Linked DNA regions of Zea mays: region 1 is linked to region 2. The links are chromatin contacts, called in public Hi-C maps. All regions are on one chromosome and are shown on one strand. The core of a region is the stretch at or near the end of the contact, and the rest is flanking DNA. Distances in the headings are between cores, read along the strand shown. Region 1 has its middle 10 kb from the start of LOC103629422. Region 2 holds the start of LOC100501338.

Evidence for each region. Hi-C and Micro-C count contacts between places; a contact is called where the count stands out from the background.
Region 1: a Hi-C map of endosperm shows a contact between it and region 2, with 2.1 times the contacts expected there. The contact joins the enhancer-like site here to the promoter of LOC100501338 in region 2. A contact is called at or near these places in 4 of 25 Hi-C or Micro-C datasets (ear, endosperm and leaf).

What each region holds. Positions count from the first base shown.
Region 1 is chr6:73,211,963-73,215,294 of Zm-B73-REFERENCE-NAM-5.0, reverse strand. No RefSeq gene overlaps it. Among protein-coding and RNA genes, the nearest start is that of LOC103629422, 10 kb to the right of the region's middle. Within about 2 kb of position 1,829, at least 18 of the 20 cell types and tissues checked have an H3K27ac peak or open chromatin away from gene starts, as enhancers often do. A contact at or near this core is called in ear, endosperm and leaf, where this site is marked.
Region 2 is chr6:73,119,001-73,122,300 of Zm-B73-REFERENCE-NAM-5.0, reverse strand. It overlaps LOC100501338, which reads right to left and starts at 1,317. Exons shown (of 11, transcript NM_001362598.1): 1 at 1,216-1,317.

The DNA of each region.
Region 1 (3,332 bases), core at 580-3,079, 92 kb before region 2:
GGGAATAAACAATGCTAGGGAAACCTATTAGGTCCCATCAAATTAACTTGAGCATGTAACAGTGATTAACAGCAGACATTATTAGCTAAAAAGGAGTGATCAAGGGCATAACTTGCCTGGGACTCGAGATTCTAGGTACCAGGATGATCTTCAAATTCTCGTGACCTCACTGCTATTCGTAGCAATACAAACAAACATGATATAGGCAAAATTAACATCAGACCAAACATAAGCACAAACTACATATTAATATTCTACGCGTTGTAACGAGATCGCTGGTTCGAGAACCACTAAATTCGGAGTTACGGTTATAAATATATGATTTCCCAAGTTTTGTGAGGCTAAATAGTGGTAATATACATATTCTTTGTTAATTAATGTGATTCCCATGGGGAGATATTTATTAGAAAATAGTTCCACCATAATCTAAGTTACTATTGAATCAAAACCAAGTTAAAAAATCATACTTAGTTTTTAATAAAAAATGATTAATCTATTTAAACATAGGTTAAATTATTATCCAATTATAAAAGTGGAGAATATGATGTAAATTAGTACTATACTGTTTGGACAATATTATAATGAATCTAATGCAATTGGAACGGATTGAATCGGAGCTAAAAAGAATTAGTTATGCTTTTTCTAAGATTTTGGAATTACTTTTGCATTAAAAATTATTTTCGAATTAATTTTATCCATAACCAAAGGTGTTTGGACCGCGACCACTATTAGATAAAAGCTCAGGGTTGAATTTGCGAAGAAAAGGACCTCTGCGCAATTAATTTTGGACTAAGGCTAGACCACGGGTTTAATTCACCAAAGCACAGGGGCTCGTATGTGAAATAGGCTAGCCGAAAAGGATCTGTTTGTTGCCCAGCCACCTGATCATGATCCGGCGGCCCGGATTAGTCGCAGCCCTCATCAAATCGGTATACAATGAAAGCCCCACGATTCCGGATCGATGTTCATGATCCAAGCGAAGGTCCAAGCGAAGGTGGTGGCGGGCTCGCCGGAGCCACACCCGTTTGCGCACATGAGAGTCATTTGCCTATCCAATAGAAGCTACACAGAGTGGGGATGATGGTGAGTTGGTGACCATGTGGAGGGGAAACTCACCAATGGTGACGATAGGGAAGGTACTGGCCACGCTAGGGTGTCGATCGGAGGCAGCGGTGTGCTTTCGATGAGCAATCAGCTTAGCCCCGAAGCAATACCCGCCAAATTGGTGTTACCCAAAGCTTCTACTCGGCCCGACGAACATCTGGGAGGTCCTCTCAATGACTATCCATGGCACAAAGCCTCTGTCCACGGCATCGGCGGTGATTTCCTTGCCCTGACGAGAAATTCCGGTCACGCTTCATGCCATCCAAGCACGGCGAGACCATGGATGGGTGCTGTACCCACGGGCGATGCACCATGCCGAGGTTGAAGCGACGGTGGATGAGCGGGATTGGCTACAACGGCGACGGTGCTCTTTTCTTTCTCTGTGTTTGCGATAATGGTAGGGCGACCATGGCTCCGTGCGCGGCTTTGGTTTTGGAGGGCTAATGGGGGGGGGTCTGCTTATATGCACGTGGGGCGAGGATAGGCAATGGGCAGGGATGAGGATCCTCCTAGGCGGAGTCCGCATGAATGGCGAGATCCACGGCCAACGCAACAACCCAAATCCGGCGCCCAGTCTATTGCGTTCTGATGTAGAGGACGCCCCTGACACCATGGGCCCCCGGCGCGGCGAAAGCAAGGCCTCACGAAGCACCCGTTCGAGCAGGCCCGATTGCCAGCGGTTGCAGGGGGTATGCGAGCGCACGGGTGAGACTAGCAGGGGGCCCGCTAGTCGGCGCTGTGGGAGATCCCTGGGTCGCGTGGATTGCTTCGAAGGGAACCAGGCCGAGAGAGGGGATATGGAGTGGGCCGCCGGGATAGGTTCTGGCCCAAGCTTAGGCATCGGGCAAGTTTCTCCTTTTATATTTTTTCTGGTTTTATCAATCTCCTTTCTAATTTCAAATTCAAATATGGTTTCGATTAGCAAATTCAAATATGAATGAAACAAACAAGAAAACCCCACATGAGGTGAAAAGAGAAGTTTTGATGTATTTATTTATGATTCTATTCGTTTAGATTAATGCTCCCAAATGTGAAACAAAAAAATCACTCAACAAAAACAATTATATTTACCTTTGTTTTATGGTCTTGTTATTATATTTTATATTTATTGTTTTTTACTTTGATTGATTGGTGAGTATTACCAGACCACCAAAATGGTATTTTGGGTGTTACAGTCCTTGGATACTATTCCACTGAGTCTATGACCGTTTGCGAAAAAACTCCTTGGCTTTGATCTATTTGTGCACTACATCCATCGTCTTCCTTAGAACAGAGAGAGAGAAGGGAGATGAGGCGCGCTTGGTCGACGGCTTACCGACGACGATGCGAACGAGGCAACGGTCGGGGAGTATCAGCAGTCGACGGTGAACTCGACGGCGTCCTCGGCTCGACAGGTTGTGGACGGAGACGCTCGGTCCACGCGCGCCGGCGGGAAGCGAAGAACTGCGACGTCGACGACGGTGCTCGGAGCTTCTCCGAGCTCAAGCGAGGGGCTCCGGGTTCTTGGCTCGGCGGCGAAGCAAGGGCGGTGTTCGGTTTGGACGGTGGTGGACGAGGGAAAGCGCGGCCACGACCTTAGCTCGCATCGGCCATGGCGACGCGGCGTCGGGGTGGAAGAAGAAAGCGAGGGCGAGAGTGGGTGTGAGAGAGTGAGACGAGAGCAAAAGGAGGCGAGAGTGGCTGGGTGCTCGGTGAAATGGAGCAGGCGCGTCTGCTGGCTTGCCCACCCGCGCGGACAAAGAACGGCGCGGAGCAGGGCGCAGCGACCACGTGTCTTGTAGCCGTTGGCCGGCTCACACACTGGATTGTCCGGCGCTCCGCACGGACCATCCGGTGAATTATAGCCGAAGGAGTCTGCTTTTCGCAAGAGCAACCCGTTCGGCCGGACAATCACCGGATTGTCCGGTGCTACCCAGAGCAGACCGAATGCTTCTTTTTCATGCCAACATTTCTTTGCTCTTTTTGGCTCGACTTCATATAGTCCCTAACACTTAGACAAATATAATTAGTACCTAAAACAATTGACTAAGTACTAGAAGCATTCATTTTTCACTTGGAACCATATAGATTTTTAGTATGCCCATTTTCAAGCCTAAAAGTGCCTTTTTCTCAATTTGCTTTAACTATATGTGCTTATGCTCATACAAGATTATGTTAGTCTAAAATAATGTGTTGAATATTTAATCAACAAAACAAAATAGAAATGACCCAAAGACACATTATAGATT
Region 2 (3,300 bases), core at 68-2,567:
GCAATCTTGAGAGAATCACATCTGTGCACGCTACTCCACATGACAATGACCAAGACCAAAAGCACCATCTGTATCTATAGCAATAGAGCACTTAGATATCATTACTGACCAAAACAAAGCACAGCCACAGCCTTGTTATCTTGTCCTCTTGAATAGAGAAGCAATTACAGAGAACCGCAAATAAACTTTGGCAACCGCAACTTGATTTGTTTGTCACAATCTCTTAGTGCAAAAGATGGCAACAAATTATCAAAGTCCATTTTGTCTTACTGAATGACAACTTCTCAACCAATCATGTGATCGATTACCCTTGATTTTTTTTCTTTGCATCAACTTGTGATGCACATGCAGCTGACAGTAGATGAGTCAGCATAAAGGTATCGTGCAACCATATTAAAACCTATAATCTGGAAACCACCAAAAGCAATTTGTGTAACAGTGAAGGCTAGAACTACTGATGAAAAACATACAACCTTGATGGTTCAAGCTGAAGTTCAGGCCAGATCTAACTGGGTTCAAGCTATAGCACCCACATAACCATAGACCCCATCCGGAGACACCCTACCTCAAATTCAATCAAATTGGCACTTGGGAGTGACAGTCAGGGATCTCTCGCAACAGTAAACAGCATCCTACCAAAACAAACGTAGCCTTCGGCTGAAGGTGAAATTAAGGACACAGGCGAAACAAATTTCACATCGGGTTTCAGCTCTGGGACAACAGGCAAATATCTCGCTCAAACTAAAGTCTGGAGCAATGTCTCGCAACAGGGGGTGGGGATGGGATCTCCCTACCAAGTCTAACCCAGACCCAACGGGAACAGGCTTGGTTAGCTGGTGTTTCCCAACAAAGCAGCCTGCCGCCCCTTCGCCGGGACCACGCCCCACGGTATGAGACGATCCGCGCAGAAATCATCGCAGAGGCACTGAAACTCTCGAGGGCGGACGAATCCATCCGATACGGTGGCCTCGAGCTCGACACTACTCAACGCATCAACGCAGGTCGCTGTCGCCTAAATCACCCACAGAATCCCGCCGGCATCTCAGCGCAAGCCACCCGCCCAAATTGAAGTACTGAACAAACCCAACGGCATGCCAAAAAGGACGGCGTGAGATCACGGGTTCGGTACACGGGCGAGCCAGCGAGCGAGCGGTGCTGAAACGAAGGTTCTAATCAGGAATTCACGGGCGAGTGAGCGATGAGCCTCGTCGTTACCTGCGCGGAGCGGAGGCGAGTGGCAGGGGAAGGGGATGCCGTCGGGAGGGATGGAGGGGCCGCGAGAGCAACGGGATGCGGGTATTTATAGCCAGGCGAACGAGGTGGAAGAGAGACGGGCGCGGGTGGCAGCAGCCGGTAGCCGTGAGACTATCCGCAACCGTTACCCCTAAATTTTTCCTCCTATATCACTTTTTCCCTCTATTTTCCTCCCTATTTTTTAATCTCCCGCAGCGGTTCCCCCTAAATACTCCCCCTATACCCCACTACCACTATAAAATATCATTTTCTATACCAACTATCAATTTTTTATCTACTAACAATTACTCGTGGACCCACAGTACAGTGTTGTAGGGAGTGAACAGTGAAACGCTAAGGGCCTGATTGGTTGCCGTATCTAGGCAGCATGGCCGAGCGAGCCAGGTCCGCGGCAGCCTGGCTGTGCATCGCGTGAGCCTGGCTCCACAGATGCGCAGATTTTGGTCGCATCTCCAGAGCCTGGCCCGAGCTCCTTTTTTGCATCGCGAGACACAGGCGCTGATGCATATGCGGCAAACCAAACAAGCGGCAAAGTAGCACGCGCCTGGTTACGTGGATGCAACCTACAACCAAATACACTACGACCGCATACCGTGAGCCTGGTTGGCCTATATGCGGGCAACCAATCAGGCCCTAAATTGAGGGAGAGAGAGAAGAGGGCCGCCGACTAGAGGGCCATTTAGGGGAGGGCGCTGCAGCTGGTAGCGGTTACCTGTAGCCGCCATCCACGCGCAAGGGGAGGGGTAGAGTCATGCGCTGCGGACAGTCTGAGCCGCCCCCGGCGATAGGCGGCGCGGGGTCGCTCGCGGTGAGCGTTCGCACCTCGGATTGGCCGGTTCGATTGGGTCGAGTCGAGCGAGTGACGGCCTGACGGGGTCCGTGCGCGTCCCCGATTTCGGGGGCGAGGACCGTAGGCCACGTCAGCGCGCCGCGTAAACTGCAGAGCGTTCCGTGCCGTTGCACTGCACGGCGGCGGCCAAGGGCCATCCCGTGTGCACTACGGCAAGTAGTACAACACTAGCTAGTGTCCGCGTTCTTCGGAGTACTTTTCAGCGTGGCACGCTTTGCGGCCCCTGCTCCTCCGTCCAAAAAAAAAAGATGTTTTTCTCTTTTCAATAACGCTAGCTTAAATTTAAAAATCACCTAAGTGTGTAGAAACTAATTTCCTTACTATATTAAAACATCAGTTTCGACGGTTGTCTTTCGTCATATTTTTATGTAAAACCTCTTGTATTTTGCTTCTCTCAACCTACCGTCCTCTCCCTTCCCACGACCCAACCACGTTGTCTCTCGCTATCTGCAGTCATCACAATGAAACACATATCCATCCATTCGCCCTGGCTTCTCTGTACGCTATAAAACCGCATTCACCGTCACCCTCCACGCCTAACAAACCACCATGACCGAGCGGCTCGCCCCGTCTGCCGCCACCCTCCACGCTTTAATTGTTGCCACTCCGTTTCCCCACATGGAATAGCCCGTCCGAGGAGTGAGTGATTTCTATTTCCATATCTCGCCCCCTCCCACCCCCACCCTACCTCGCATAGAAAGAAGATGGAGGCGCGGGTCTCACTAGAGCTCTAGACGAGCATGTGCCTGCGGTTGGGACGTGTGTCCAGCGGCGCCCTTCTCATCACCCGCAACTCCTCTGCAGGCACCGACGATGTTGAAGAAGTCAGCGTGATTGAGGCTGGATCCGCGCGGGGTGGGGTTGCGCGAAGACTACAACGAGTAGATCTCGACGCTGGAGAGGTTGAAGCCCCGAGGGCTGCATGGACTCGGAGTGGGTGTGCAAGTACGAGCATGCTACTGTGTTGCTTGTTAGCAACAACACCTAGATTATCTCTAGAAGTTTAGATAAGGGGAGTTTGTGCGCTAGATAAGTTGGGTGATGTATATCTGATCAAACTGATTCAGCTTGAATGTAAAACTACTTGTTGTTGATTCCTCACGTATTTTTGCTCAGACTGCAATCTAGGGATAGAGTTAAGGGTTGACATGTCCATTTCCGATGCCAATTCGACTTCAATGATGCACTTTTGATGA